Regions from separate parts of the Mus musculus genome. Here region 1 is linked to region 2. The links are chromatin contacts, called in public HiChIP or PLAC-seq maps. All regions are on one chromosome and are shown on one strand. Each heading gives the region's core, a stretch centred on a gene start, on an enhancer-like site or on the middle of the called end of the contact. The rest is flanking DNA. Distances are from core to core; before and after follow the strand shown.

Region 1 (6,965 bases), core at 3,631-6,130, 300 kb before region 2:
CCCTGGGAGGTGAGGCAGGAAGATTGGGAGTTCAAGACTAGCTACCCAGGCTGTTAGAAAATTTGTTACAAGAAAAAACAAATCACAGTACTAGGCTTATTTGACAACGTTTTAAATCTATTCAGGCCTTTGTATCTTTCCAAATTGCTTTCCTGAAGTGAAAGATACCAATAAGAACATAAGGGGCTGGAGAGATGGCTCAGCACTAACTGTTCTTCCAGAGGTCCTGAGTTCCCAGCAACCACATGGTGCTCGCAACCATTTTTAATGGGATTTGATGCCCTCTTCTGGTGTGTCTGAAGAGAGCGACAATGTTCTCACATGCAATAAATAAATAAACAAACAAACAAACAAACAAATAAATAAGAATATAAAACGACCAGGAATGAAGCTCAATTGACGGATGGCCCACTTGCCATTCATGATGTCCTAGGATTAACAACACCCAAGTCCTCATCACCAGGACACTAAAGATGCCCAGTCCTGGGTACCTATCCAGTGCTGGACAAACAGGGAATGGACATACATGTCTGTAATTCCAGCGCTGAGGATGTGGAGGAAGGACAGTTAGAAGGCCAAGGTCGTCTGTGGCTGCATCGTGAGTTCGAAGCCAGCCTGGGGTTTGTGAGAGCTGTGTAGGCTGCATGGATGCCGGGTAGGGGTAGGAAGTAGAGAGTTGCTCTGGGCTGGCTCCAGAGGCTACCTGGGATCGTTCCTGGAAGGTTAGTTTCTAAAGTGTAGTAAGGCTGCCAGTAGGGCCAGTGCCAGTGGGTCCTGGTTCATTCTGTCTGAGCTATCTGAGCGTGTGTTATTGATACAGTTAGCATTTAGTGTGTGTGGTCTGGGCTCACAGTCAGTGTTTGTGTTTGACTCCTTGAAGTTGTGCGGACCCGTGATCTCCTTATTTGTGCAGATGACGAGACTGAAGTTGCTGCCTTAAGAATATAATGGGCATATTTGAACTTGCTTGAAAAATCTAACTAAAAGGTATCTTTTTGAGCACTGGGGTTAAAAGATACAATTCCTGTTCTTCCCCAAATAGAAGCCAAGTACAAGAAGTTGGAGAAGCGATGAGAATCGTGTTCATGTGGCTCAAGTGTTTGTTAATATGGAAGATGTTTTATAACCACTAAGTCCTGAGGCTGACACATCATCAGAGCTCCTCAGAAGAAAATGGCTGGTTAAGCCCAAGGCCACGCAATACTGGATGAACTGGAGGGCCGTGGCTGCTCCGGAGTCTCCTCTGAGGTGGTACCTCTCAGAAACTCACACCTGGGACTCCTCACCGTTTACTTGAATGCTTCATCATCCATCTAAGATGGAGACTGTAGAGTTCAGGGCATACCTGGGTTTGCCAGTAGAGTCCAGTGAGGGGACCTGTTTTCCCTGGTATTGGGCATTTAGCACGTCATCTTCTAAAATGGCTGCTTTGTTTTGTTTGTTTTGTTTTCTACTGATGATATAGTGAATTGTTAACAAGATTCTAAATTAAAAAGGAAAACAAAACAAATGTGGGTTTTTTGGTTTTTGTTTTGCAACTTATTACTATCTGTGTGGTGATAATTTGCCTTTCCATAACTGCCAATAACAGAAAGTCATGAAACAATTCTAAGCCAAGGCTTAAAGGCTGAGCAGAAGGAGTGAAAGGAGTATTTCAATAATTTCGTAACCCGAGCCTTCCTCCAATCAGGGACTGAACCTCGGCCTTGAATGTGCAGGACAAGCGCTCCACCAGGGAACTCTTTCCCTAGCCCTTTCACTTTTTATTCTGAACCTAGGGCTTCAAGGCAGTGGCCCTCAACCTGTCGATCAATATCCTCCTGTATAACAGATTATGATTCATAACAGCAGCAAAATTACAGTTATAAAGTAGTAATGTAATAACTATGGTTGGGGGTCACTACCTGAGGAGCTAACTGTGTTAAAGGTCTCAATGTCAGGAAGGCTGAGGAGCACTGCTCTAAGGACTTCAGTAGGCTTCAAATTGGCAACCTTCCTGCTTCAGCCTCCTCGAAAGCTGAGCTCATTGACCTGGGCCACCAGGCTCAGTTTCTTCTTTCTTTCTACTTGAGGCAGATGTGTGGGGGTGAGATGACATGTTTACATCTGTTCTGGAAATGTGGCAAACACAATGTGTATGTGTGCCTGTGTGTTAGGTGGGAAGGCAGGGAGCAACAGTCATACATAAAGCATTTTGTGACATATTTCCTATTGTATGTATGGGGTGAGAGGAATTTCGGAGAACTAAAGACATCAGATGGATGACGGGTTAATACAAAGTTGGTTGGATTGGGAGGCATCCTAACCTTATCTACAGCAGCATGCTGTCACCTAGCAAGGTGCCTAATGTTCTGCATGCCATTCCCAAGTATGGTAGTTTGATTAAGAATGGCCCATATAGCCTCATCGATTTGAGCCCTCAGAGAGAGTAGCACTATTTGAAAGGATTAGAAGGGTTAGAGGGTGTGGCCATGGAGAAAGTGTGTCAGTTGGAGGTGGTTTTAAGCTTTCAAAAGTCCATGCCAAGCCCAGTGATTCCCAATGGATCAGGAAGTAGTTCTCATCTACACCAGCACCATGTCTGCCTACAGGCTGCCATGCTTCCTGCCATGATGATAATGGACTGAACCTCTGAAAGTAGCCCCAAGTTCAAGGCCTTCTTTATGAGAGTTGCCTCAGTGATGGTGTCTCTTCCAAGCATTAGAACAGTGACTAAGTAGGATACCAAGAGGTTGCTTCTTCTCCTTCTGCCTCTTCTGGCTGTTATAGACTGTAATCATTTATCCTTACTTCTCCGGTCTGTAACGGGCCTTTCATTTAAATATGATATATGTGCATGCTTTGTCTGCATGTATATGTGTGCATTGTGTGTGTGCCTGGTGTCTATGGAGGTCAGAAGAGGATGTGGCATCCCTGGAACTAGAATTACTGAACCACCATGTGGGTCCTAGGAATGAAACCCAGATCCTTTGGAAGAGCAAAGTGCTCTTAACCATGGAGGATACATCTCTCCAGCCCCCAAAACTAAAATTCTTAAATGTATACAAGGGTCCTACTTAAAGATATGTGTATCTTAGGCTGGTGAGATGGTTCAGCGGTTAGAGCACTGACTGCTCTTCCAGAGGTCCTGAGTTGAATTCCCAGCAACCATATGGTAGCTCACAACCATCTGTAATGGGATCCGACACCCTTTTCTGGTGAGTCTGAAGACAGCAACAGTGTACACACATGAAATAAATAAATCTTTTAAAAAAGAGGCTGATATATATATACATATATATATATACACACACACATACACACACATACATATACACACAGACACATATATATACACACATACATATATACACATATACATATATATATACACACATATGTGTGTATGTGTATATATATATATATATATATATATATATATAATCTTGTTATTCCTACACTTACAGTGTAGTAAGCCATCTCTATGGATACATTTTTATTTTTAGAATTGATTTGATCCTATAGGAAAGTTGCAACAATAATACAGGCAAATTTCACAGACACATTTTCATATTTTACTGTTGTTTTCTCATCTCTGAAATCATATAGCTGTTCATATTAGCAAATCTGTCTTCAAGATTCAGTCTTGAAAGCCACTCCTGGAGTGTATCATCCAAAAAGTAAGAAAAAGGTTTAAGTTACCAACAAAGCAGGGGTATTAATATGTATGAGGCAAAGGATTTAATAACCCCCTCAAAAGCACTGCAGAAATTGTGAGAAAATTAGAGATTTGAGATTCTTTCTTAACAACTTGATTCTGGTAACTTGGGTTTCTTTCCTTGTCAGGACAGTCCTTTCCAGGTCCTTAGCAGGCTGTTGCTGGTTGGCTTGGCCCCTTCAGAAAAACCGACTTACCAAAAGCAAAGCAAAAAGAGACTAGAGATAGGACCCGATGAAAATGTGAAATTTGTTTAATCCCTGAATGAAAATAGTCCCCATGTATACAATCAATTACAGAGAACTAAACATTGTGTACATTAGGTCTTGTTACTGAATTAATTTAATTCTTTTTCAGTGTGCTAATATTAAGGTAACTTAAGGGAGGGTATTTTTATGTATTTGAGAGGTGCACACTGAGGTCTGCACTTCGCTTTCAGATAACTCAGTGAGAAGGACAGGGTTTGGGTACTGGGGGAGAAGTGAGCAAGAGAGAAAATGTAGCGACATGCCGATACACTGAATAGAAGCTATTCTTTCAATGTGTTAAAAAAAATTTAGGGGCTAGGGAGATGTCTCAGTCACCCATATAACAAATCATGAAGACTGGAATTCGCATCCCTAGTACCCATGTAAGTCTAGACAGGTAAGTTTCAGGTCCCACGGGGAATCCCAGCGTTCAGGAAGCAGAATTAGGGGATCTTTTGGGCAATATGGCTTCCTAGACTAGTCTAATCCAACGAACTCTGGGTTAAAATGATACCCTATCTCACTCAATAAGATTGGGAGCAATAGAAGAAGATTCCTATTCTTTCCACAGGAACCTGCATGCACACAAGCATGTCCCCCTCCCCCCAAATACAAACTAAAACAAAAACAAAAAACCCAGCCAGGGTTGGAAAGATCTTAAGAGCGCTAGCAGTCATGGGATCCATACAAACTCGCAGGCGCACAGTTCAATAATTCCAAATGTTTCTAAAACAAACAAAATAAGACACATTTTTTTTCTATTTTAATTCCTCCATCCTTTTCACTCCAGTTACCTTTCCTTAAATAAATAAATATAAATAAATAAATAAATAAATAAATAAATAAATAAATAAATAAATAAACGCGGAGAGATTTTTACCCCTCTACACGCCCCATAGCTAGGTGATTTCTATTGGCTGAGTGGTGTGACGTCATATTTCTGCGCCCCGGCGTTCCAACCTTGAGCGCGCGTTCGTGTTTCTAGCCTTTGGTGGCCGTCCCAGCCCTGGTTGTCATTCCCGATGGCTCAGAAGCCACTGCGTCTGTGAGTGACCTTGCATCGGTAGACTCAGGCACATAGGAGAAAGGGAGAGAGGCGGGCGGAGGAGTGGGGGGGTCTTTCTCCACACCGGAAGGGGAAGACGGAGGGGAGGTCGCAGGGCTGCTGGGAGCCGGAGTGGAGGCTTCCTGTTCTCGCCTCCCAGTTCATTTCGCCCTGGTGTCTTCAGAGTCTCTCTGGCAGAACTAAAAACTTGATGAGCCGGACTTCTTTTTCCTTAGGCCTAGTCTGCCTGGGACACACCATCTCCTTGTCGTTTCTCCCGGCGTCGCACGTATTGATTAGCCAAATACTTGCAGGCATGGGGTGCACGCATGGGTTTTGTCAGACAAGATGAGCATTGTCCTGTCCTCGCGTACTTTTGTTTGCGCGGTCGGTTAGCGAAGACATGACTTAATTTAGAAAGACTATTGTATTGAGCAGCGGACAAGCGTCGCACAAACCAGTTCCCGCCTTGATAGCTGATAGTCTAGACTAGAATAACACGTGTTAACGAATGCGGAAAATGTAGAGAAAGGGTTGATGGTTCTGGAGGGTATATAATAACGATATTTGGCTTAGTATAAGGAATTAAGGCTTTCATGAGAAAGTGAGGATTTTTTTTTTTTTTTGAAAGTGAGGATTTAACTCTGGCAAATATTATTGTATTTAACTCAGAGAAGACATTGAAACGTTTAAAAACTCCTTAGTGTGACCTAGTTTTTGTTATGGAAAGTGATCCTGCTTGAAAGTTGGGAAACAAATAAGAGCCGAAGTAGAAGGCAACAAGCATTAGGTAAAGCAATGTCAGAGAGAAAGTTCAGGAATGGATAGTCTGTTAAGCAGGTGGACTCACAGGGCCTGGTGATGTTTTGATGGTGAGAAACCTCCACTGTAAGGTCATAGATTTCTGTCTTCAGTCATTGGGATCAGAAAATGCTGAAAAGGGGCCCAGATCAGAGAGTGAATATGGATTGTACCTGTCAGGAATTGATAATCAACAGGGAACAAAAAGATGTTAGAGGCTCTCAAAGAATAAATTATACTGCATGATAGTTAGGACAGAATTTGTTCTGAAATGGTATATGGATTTCTGAGATTTTGAGAAAGTGGCTTTCTCAGCCCACCAGGAGGCTACAGAGACTCAGCCTTGATGGATGGAAAAGCCTTGAGGTTGAGCACAATGGGGCTCTTAGGAAAGAGAATTCCCTAGAGCCTAGCAGAGGCAGAGTGATCAATCTGCAGTTTGGGAGAGTTTAGTTAGGAAAACTTAGAGAAAGTACTGGGAAGACAGGCCAGAACCGGAGGAAAACTCTTTCTACAGGAAACGAGGCACTGTGTAATGTTTTTAGGAAGGAACATTAAACTGAAGCAGAGAAAGCACTATGGGGTCCATATAGTCTACCTTGCCTCCAAACCACATCAAGTAGGTTTCTCCGCCTCAGCCATTCCCTCTAAGTTGTTCAGATTTGTTTCCCTCCGTTCCTGCCTCTCCCTCATTTCCCATCCCGCTTCCCCACTTAGCTTGTCTTCAGACTTTAAGTTTCTCATCTGCTTTTCTCGTCCCTGTTTCCATTGGCCATTTCCTTGGTTAGCACTTTGATTGTAGTTTAACTGTTCCTCCAGACCGTCCTTTTCTGTTATTAGACGTATTGATGAAACATGTACAATCATATCCTTATGCTGCTTGAGACTGTTCAATGATAGGAACAATAAGAACAGAGAGATATACGACAATAGAGTCTATAGTATTTTGAGTTAAAAGATGTTACAAAAGTAAGTAAGGGCTGGTGAAATGGCCCAGTGAGTAGTGGCACTTCCTGCCATGCCTGGTGTCCTGAGTACAGTCCCTGATGACACACGTGGTGGAGAGAGGGAACTCTCTTTAGTGGTTCTCTGACCTTCACATGAACACCGACACATATACGCCCTCCCAATACAATACCTCCCCTAAAGTGAAAACAAACAAACGATGTAAGTC
Region 2 (6,941 bases), core at 868-3,367:
GCCAAGTGTCAGGATATATATATATATTAAGGTAAAAACTATAAACTCAGAGAGTCACTGTTATCAATTTAAGGTGTTTCTGCAATGCCCAAGAGCTTTGCTGGCAGTAAATCTTATCTGTGTCCCTTTAGATTGGAGGTTCTCAAACTGAGATGCCTTTTATAGCCCGAGGGGATCTTCATGTCCCCATGTCCATCCAGTCTGTGTTTCATAACAAATATACCAGATTGGACCAGGGATCCAGCTGTTGCTGCTGAGCCTTGAGACTCTGGTTTCTGTGATTTTTCCACTAAAATGGCACTTGTAAGTTCATGTCATATAATGTCACAGAAAGGGCACATTTCATAACAACATGTGTTCCTGTGCATTTTTAACATCTGCTTTTTTTTTTTTTTTTTTCCGAGACAGGGTGTCTCTGTATAGCTCTGGCTGTCCTGGAACTCACTTTGTAGACCAGGCTGGCCTCGAACTCAGAAATCCTCCTGCCTCTGCCTCCCAAGTGCTGGGATTAAAGGCGTGCACCACCACACCCGGCTTAACATCTGCTTTTATCGCATTTTTACACATTAGGAATTTGATCTACACAGTTATAAATCCCACAATGCCAGATGGTATCTAAGACCAGAACATAAGAAACAACTCCCTCACACCCCCACACAGCCCGTGGAAGAAGTAGCTTACCTCAGGTTGTCACCGCCCTCTGTCACTTCATGGAGCAACCCAAGTTGCAGGCCAGCCACAAAGGATTTGAGATGAGCCAATTCCAGGGCCCTCCAGATCTCCTCATCCGAGTATTTGTTGAAAGGGTCGAGATTCATCCTCAGATTCCCAGAGAACAAAATGGGGTCCTGCAAGTTGGAGAATGGGAAGCCATCAGGGCTTATGTCAGCAAAGGGCTCAGTCATTCTTTGTGGCCAGGAGAACGTGGGTAGGAGTGGTCTGGCATGAACTCTAGGCAGGAAGCTGGCTCACGATTGAGCTTTTGGAAGCCTCTGAAGGCCCCGAGTACCTGCAACCGGAACACTAAACGGGGTGGGGGGTGGGGGTGCGGTGGTCCTTGGTTTGCACCTGCTTCGTTCCGTTCTGGGACCCACTTGTAGACATCCAGATGAAAAGACCATCATTTCCTGAAACAAAGCCTCCTGGCTTAGGACAAGGGAGACCAAGAGACATAGAAAGAGATTGTGTAGTCATCTGAGAAACTCTTATGTTTTGAAGAGGCCACAGAGAACAATGCACTAAACTAAGAAAACCCGGGGCCTGACAAGATATTCTCACGCACAAGCCCGAGTTTGAGTACCCAGCATCCCGCAGAAAGTGGAGCCTATGTGCTCACGCTGAGAGGGAGAGAGAAGCAGAGACTAGAGGCTGTCCGGAGATACCCACCACTGAGCTAGTCAAAACAAAACCTTTAAAAGGCCAAAGACAAAAATCCTCCTGAGGGGCTTGTGGTTAAAAGCACTTGCTACTTAGTATTCTTGCAGAGGATCCAGATTCAGTTCCTAGCACCCACACGGCAGCTTACAACACTCCTTAACACATGATCTTAATGCCAGGCTTCTGTGAGAGCCAGGTCCAAATGCTCTTAGATACACACAGGCAAAACACTCATAGCACATAAAATAAAACATCTTAAAACAACAGCAACAGCAGCAGCAGCAGCAGCAAATCCCAAAACGGCGAGCTACAGGTTCCTCGAGAGACCTTGTCTCAGTGGAATAGAGGGGAGAGTGACAGAGAGGGCATCTAATGTCACATTGTACTAAGCAACATTAAACCCTCCACAGGCACCAGGCCACAGTGCAGAGGGAGCGATGGTTCTCCGCCTCCTGTGAGTGGAGAGGTCTCTGTGGCAATTCTTAACTCGGTGGGGTCCATAGAGCAAGCCAAAGGGAGGTCTTTCTTGCTGATACGATGAATGTTCCGCTTGCTGGCAAAAACCCGCAGCAAATTCCCTCCTCTATCTTTTAGCCGCATCAAATGAGGAGTATAAAGCTTAATGACTTCAAGCTTCGGCGGCAAAATTGCTACTGCTAATTACAAAGGTCTCAGCAAACCCTGATGGGCTAACAGAAACGCCAACTAATCATCTGCTCTATCCGAGTGCTGGCGCGTTGCTGCCACCTACTGGTAGCTTCTAGCAGCCACCGGTCACATGCAAAATACAGAACTTTTTAGTCGAGAAACAGAATCTCGGGGAATTCGTCTGGAATCGTGGTATGAAGATGAATCTTGATAGTCAACTTTTGGGAGAGAGTGTCTATATTTGACACTTGGAGAGTGCAGACACAGTAGGACCAGCCGTCCCACATGCCTACTGCTATGCCTTACCACCAAGAACTGTGCCCCTTCTCAGTGAGCCGAATTAACCCTTCCTCCTGTAAGTTGTTTCTTGACAGGTACAATGACAAGAAAACTAAGCAATACAACTGCCAGAGTTGTTTTTGTAATTGAATGCATGTCAGTGTTTCCCCACTGCGTGTGCCCAAGTAAATCCTCGTTAACTAACCTGGGGAATGATGGTCAGTCTCCCTCGAAGGTCGTGCAGTCCAATGGAGGCAATATCAATCCCATCAATGATGATCTGGCCACCTGCAGACTCTAAGATTCTGAAGAGGCAGTTTGTGAGGGATGATTTTCCAGCTCCGGTCCTGCCCACCACACCGACCTGTGAATATAGTTCATTTACATCGACTTCAACATGCAATTCTCGGAGGAAAAAAAATTTAGCCTATGTATTCACAATCGCACGTGATAAAAAGAACCCCATACCAAATATATCAAATGGCTTTTAGTTTTGGTGAGAGGGAAAAAATGCCCAGATGTCAAGAAAAAAAATGGCTCTCCCATACTCCGCCTGAGTTGTGTGCTGAAGACCGTGACCGCTGGAAATAGACAAACCCTCTTCTCCATTGTTGTCACCGCCAATCTTGACAGTCATAGCTTATTCCCTTTTTAAAAAAGATTTCATTTAAAAAGTAGACAGAGGGCTGGAGAGATGGCTCAGTGGTTAAGAGCACTGATTGCTCTTCCAAAGGTCCTGAGTTCAATTCCCAGCAACCACATGGTGGTTCACAACCATCTGTAATAGGATCTGATGTCCCATTCTGGTGTGTCTGAAGACAGTGACAGGGTACTCACACACATAAAATAAATATCTTTTTTTTTTTTTAAGTAGACAGAAAGGAACTTTGGGATGGCTCCGTAGGTGATGGCATTCGCTGCTAAGCCAAATGACCCGAGTTCAACCCTTGGAACCCACACGGTGGAACAAGTTGTTCTGTGTCCTTCACACATGCATGTGCACACCCACAAAATAAATAAAAATGTAATAATTTATTTTGTATTACCTCTCTTGTCTTCTGAGAGTATAATTACATTTCTCCCCGTCCTTTCTCCCCTCCAAGCCTCCCACACACACCCTTCTTTATTATCTCTCAAATCCATTGTCTCTTTTCTCATTAACTGTTGCTACACGCATATATGTAATGCACATATTCACATGAATACACAGACGTACATCCCTAAGCGTGAGCTGCGTGGTCTGTGTAACGCCGCGTGTATGTACGTTTTCAGGGACGGACATCTGCCGTGTGCTTCCTTGGGGATGGCTAACTCTCCAGCTCTAAACTGCGGAGCACTTCATGGATCTGTGTGTCCCCTTCCTTGCTCGGGGGCCATGCTAATCTGCCCATGATGCTCTGATTTGAGTATCTGAGCTGCCAAAGGGAGAACTGGGTTGTTTGTTTTGACTTTTAGTAGCGGGAAGGAAAGACTTGTCACCAGATGAGCCTTGGGTCACCCCTGGTCCTCAGCCCCCTTGCCCAGGTTGATTAATTGATGGATAGCTTTGCTCCATTAGACCTGTAAGAGTGTACTCAACTTCAAAGACCAGAACACTAGACTCTCTCCTGCTTAGGCTCAGCAGTTCTGCGTCCAGGTCTGAGACTTCACACCTTAAGCCCGCACAGGAAATGAGCCCCAGTGGGCTGGCAGGGAGGCAGGATCCAGCCCTCCGGGTGGGTCCCTTCTGCGTTCCCAGAGTACAGGAAGAATCCCCATTCTCTCCCTGCACCCAAACGGCGAAGGCCTGGGACCCTCCTTCTGTGCCCGGCTATTCCCTGAGTCCTCCCAAGCAGAGCCGTCTTTCTCACCCACCTTCTCGGTGCTCTTGATGTTACAAGTAATCCCTTTCAGGACCAGATCCAGCTCCGGCCGATACCGCACTTGATAGTTGTTGAACTGGATCTCACCTTTTTTGGGCCAATCTGCCGGAGGCTTCTTGTCGGTCACCCACGGCGCCTGGCAAGGGGAAAGGATGAGAAACGCTGGACGTGGTAAGCAGTCCAGCCAACAGCTGCCGTGGGACTCATAGCATTTGACAGAAGGGTAGCGGGGACCTCTACCTGAGTGGACTGGGCTTTTCTGACTTTATTCAATAAGATACCCTACAAGGTTGCTCTATGGGTTTCTAGAACGGCACCACCATTTAGGAAAACTGTTTCCTCCTCTTACATTTGAAGAAATTAAGTCCTTTGGGTTAGAGCATGTGAGACTTGAAAGTTGTTCTTTAAAGCTAAAGATGCAGCTGGGCGGTGGTGGCCCTCGCCTTTAATCCCAGCACTCGGGAGGCAGAGGCAGGCAGATTTCTGAGTTCTAAGCCAGCCTGGTCTACAAAGTGAGTTCCAGGACAGCCAGGGCTATACAGAGAAACCCTGTCTCGAAAAACCAAAAAAAAGGTAAAGATGCCCTCTTGAGAGCGTGTTGGGGACCTCCGCCCGAGTTTCGATAACTCTCACCTCATTATCCACATTTATGTATTCATTTATTCGCTCAACAGCCACGATGTTGGTCTCTACTTCTGACGTCATCCTCACTAGCCAGTTCAGGGTTTGTGTGATCTATAGAAGAAAAAAAATTATATCAAGCATACACCACAACACACACATATACACATACCACACACAACATACACACACACATACCACACGCATATACACACACATACTACACACAACACACACATATACACACACCATACACACACATAATACCATACAACACACACACACATATACATATTCAGGTTCAGAAACCACCTCAGTTAGTTAGTTATACCACAAGGTTAACTGAGCAGTTAATTTATATTCAAGGGCTGTGGTGATATAAAAAGGGTAATTCTTTTTTAATTCTTATTTTCTTAGCATAGAAATAAGACCAGTACACTGATTGGCTGGGTAACAATTGAATACTCAACTGTGTGGTGCTCACATGAAGGGCAATATGAACTCTGAATCGTTCAGGGGTAAAGCTTGGGTGAAAGAGGTTGGCTCTTGGTGAACTGGTACGAGAGTTCAGGTCTCCTGCCTGCAAACCTAGTGTATTTGTAGAATTGTAGATGGTACTCTACAAATGGGGGATACCATGAGAAAAGAATCGGGGAACAAGCAGACTTTCAAGCAAGCTGCTGTCTCTCTCTTAGTCATCAAGGTTGGGTCTCCATATGGTCCCTTGTCCTCCCTGGGTCTAGATGTCTCCCAGCCACCACACGGATGTGTTTAACCACATGGTGCAGGCCAGTCTGCAGTACTAGGATTACTCAGACATGAGCTTTTTCAAGAAGGCATTGAGAGCTTGCACATATCACAGGAGTTTTGTGGAGTGAAGGAGAGCTGAGAGAGAGAGAGACAGCCACACACCCCAGACCAGGCCATGAAGACTAAGAGTGGCAACTTTGTGTAGGATGAACCATGTATAATTGCTGACACTTGAATATTTAATCTTGGTTCAATCTAACGGTGTCCTACTCTGCCTTGACTGTCTTGAGGGATAAATAAAATGGCAAAAAAAACCAAGTGACTCTGGGGTGCCCTCTCATAAGCCTCCTTGAGCTTCATTAATCTCTTTTGTGTTTGTTTTTATTTTTGTTTTTGTTTTCTGAGACAGAGTTTCTCTGTGTAGCCCTGGCTGTCCTGGAACTCACTCTGTAGACCAGGCTGGCCTCAAACCCACAGACACCCACCTGCCTCTGCCTCCTGAGTGCCGGGACTAAAGACGTGCATCATCCCCTGCCTGCTGAGCCTCACTAATTTCTAATGTCAACAGTGCAGTATAAGCACATGAAATATAAGGTACTTGGAAGAGCTGCATAGTGAGATGGCGTAATGTCCAAAGTAGCTAAGGTGGTGCTAAGCCACAGTCTCACACGCTGGGATGTAAAATGTCAGCCTTTAGCCCCCAAGTGTCCTGCAGTGCCGTAGTGACATTTGTTATATGCTTCTGTCAGAGTCCTCATAATAATTTTGTTTTTAACTTGTTCTGTGATATAAGAAAAGCAAACTCAGGAGTTGTTTGACCAAAGGATTTTTCTCATTAATCTGATATTCCAGAGAGTAAATGTATAATCTCTGAGGACTGGAACCAGTGAAGGAAGCAAAATGATCAAGAAACCATTGACATAGAAACATTGTCTTTTCCAGCCGCTAGGACAGTAGGATCCGTGCCTGCTCTGGCAGATGGTACTGTGCCTACTTAAACAAGGTAAGCAGAGTGCTCTCAGGTGAAGACTAGGAGCCAGGGTTTGAACCCGTCTTCCTCGTCCTTCTGGGTCAGAAAAGAATAAAAGCCATGCGCTCCTCACTGCATACACATCAGACCTAGAGTCAGATTGATTGACTTAGCCAGACTTTCAGTCCTCAGACTCACGTTGAGGGCGTTGGACAGAACAAAGCCCACAGTGTCCCCGGTTAAGGAATTCTTATAAATAACCAGAAGCAAGGCCGAGCAGAAGACAATCAGGTTTCCAACCAGCTCCAGGCGAATGGCAAGCCACCTGCGCAGTGACGGAAGCAGAAAGAGAGGGGTCATAGGTCTCTACTCTCTCGTCTGCACCAGGAACCTGGGGGCTCATAAAACACTCTTAGAGGCTTCAGTTGGTACGC

Evidence for each region. HiChIP or PLAC-seq counts read pairs in DNA pulled down with a chosen protein or histone mark.
Region 1: a contact with region 2 is called in an H3K4me3 HiChIP or PLAC-seq map of bone marrow-derived macrophages, with 2.3 times the contacts expected there. The contact joins the promoter of Cwf19l1 here to the enhancer-like site in region 2. A contact is called at or near these places in 11 of 39 promoter capture datasets (the 3T3-L1 cell line, the C10 cell line, cranial neural crest and 7 more), 1 of 15 datasets of contacts at CTCF or cohesin (the NIH/3T3 cell line), 5 of 115 datasets of contacts at active chromatin or transcription factors (bone marrow-derived macrophages, embryonic basal ganglia, embryonic limb bud and 2 more) and 4 of 9 other capture datasets (adipose tissue, embryonic stem cells, liver and 1 more).

The regions. Positions count from the first base shown.
Region 1 is chr19:44,133,791-44,140,755 of GRCm38.p6, reverse strand. Cwf19l1 (CWF19-like 1, cell cycle control (S. pombe)) reads left to right here and starts at 4,880. Exons shown (of 14, transcript NM_001081077.1): 1 at 4,880-4,990. The coding sequence starts at 4,968. Bloc1s2 (biogenesis of lysosomal organelles complex-1, subunit 2) reads left to right here. Exons shown (of 5, transcript NM_028607.1): 5 at 1,043-1,510. The coding sequence ends at 1,074.
Region 2 is chr19:43,827,772-43,834,712 of GRCm38.p6, reverse strand. It overlaps Abcc2 (ATP-binding cassette, sub-family C (CFTR/MRP), member 2), which reads right to left. Exons shown (of 32, transcript NM_013806.2): 26 at 6,706-6,832; 27 at 4,800-4,901; 28 at 4,159-4,302; 29 at 2,510-2,668; 30 at 682-848. Among named protein-coding and RNA genes, the nearest start is that of Gm10768, 7.6 kb to the left of the region's middle. Within about 2 kb of position 2,117, at least 6 of the 459 cell types and tissues checked have an H3K27ac peak or open chromatin away from gene starts, as enhancers often do. A contact at or near this core is called in bone marrow-derived macrophages, where this site is marked.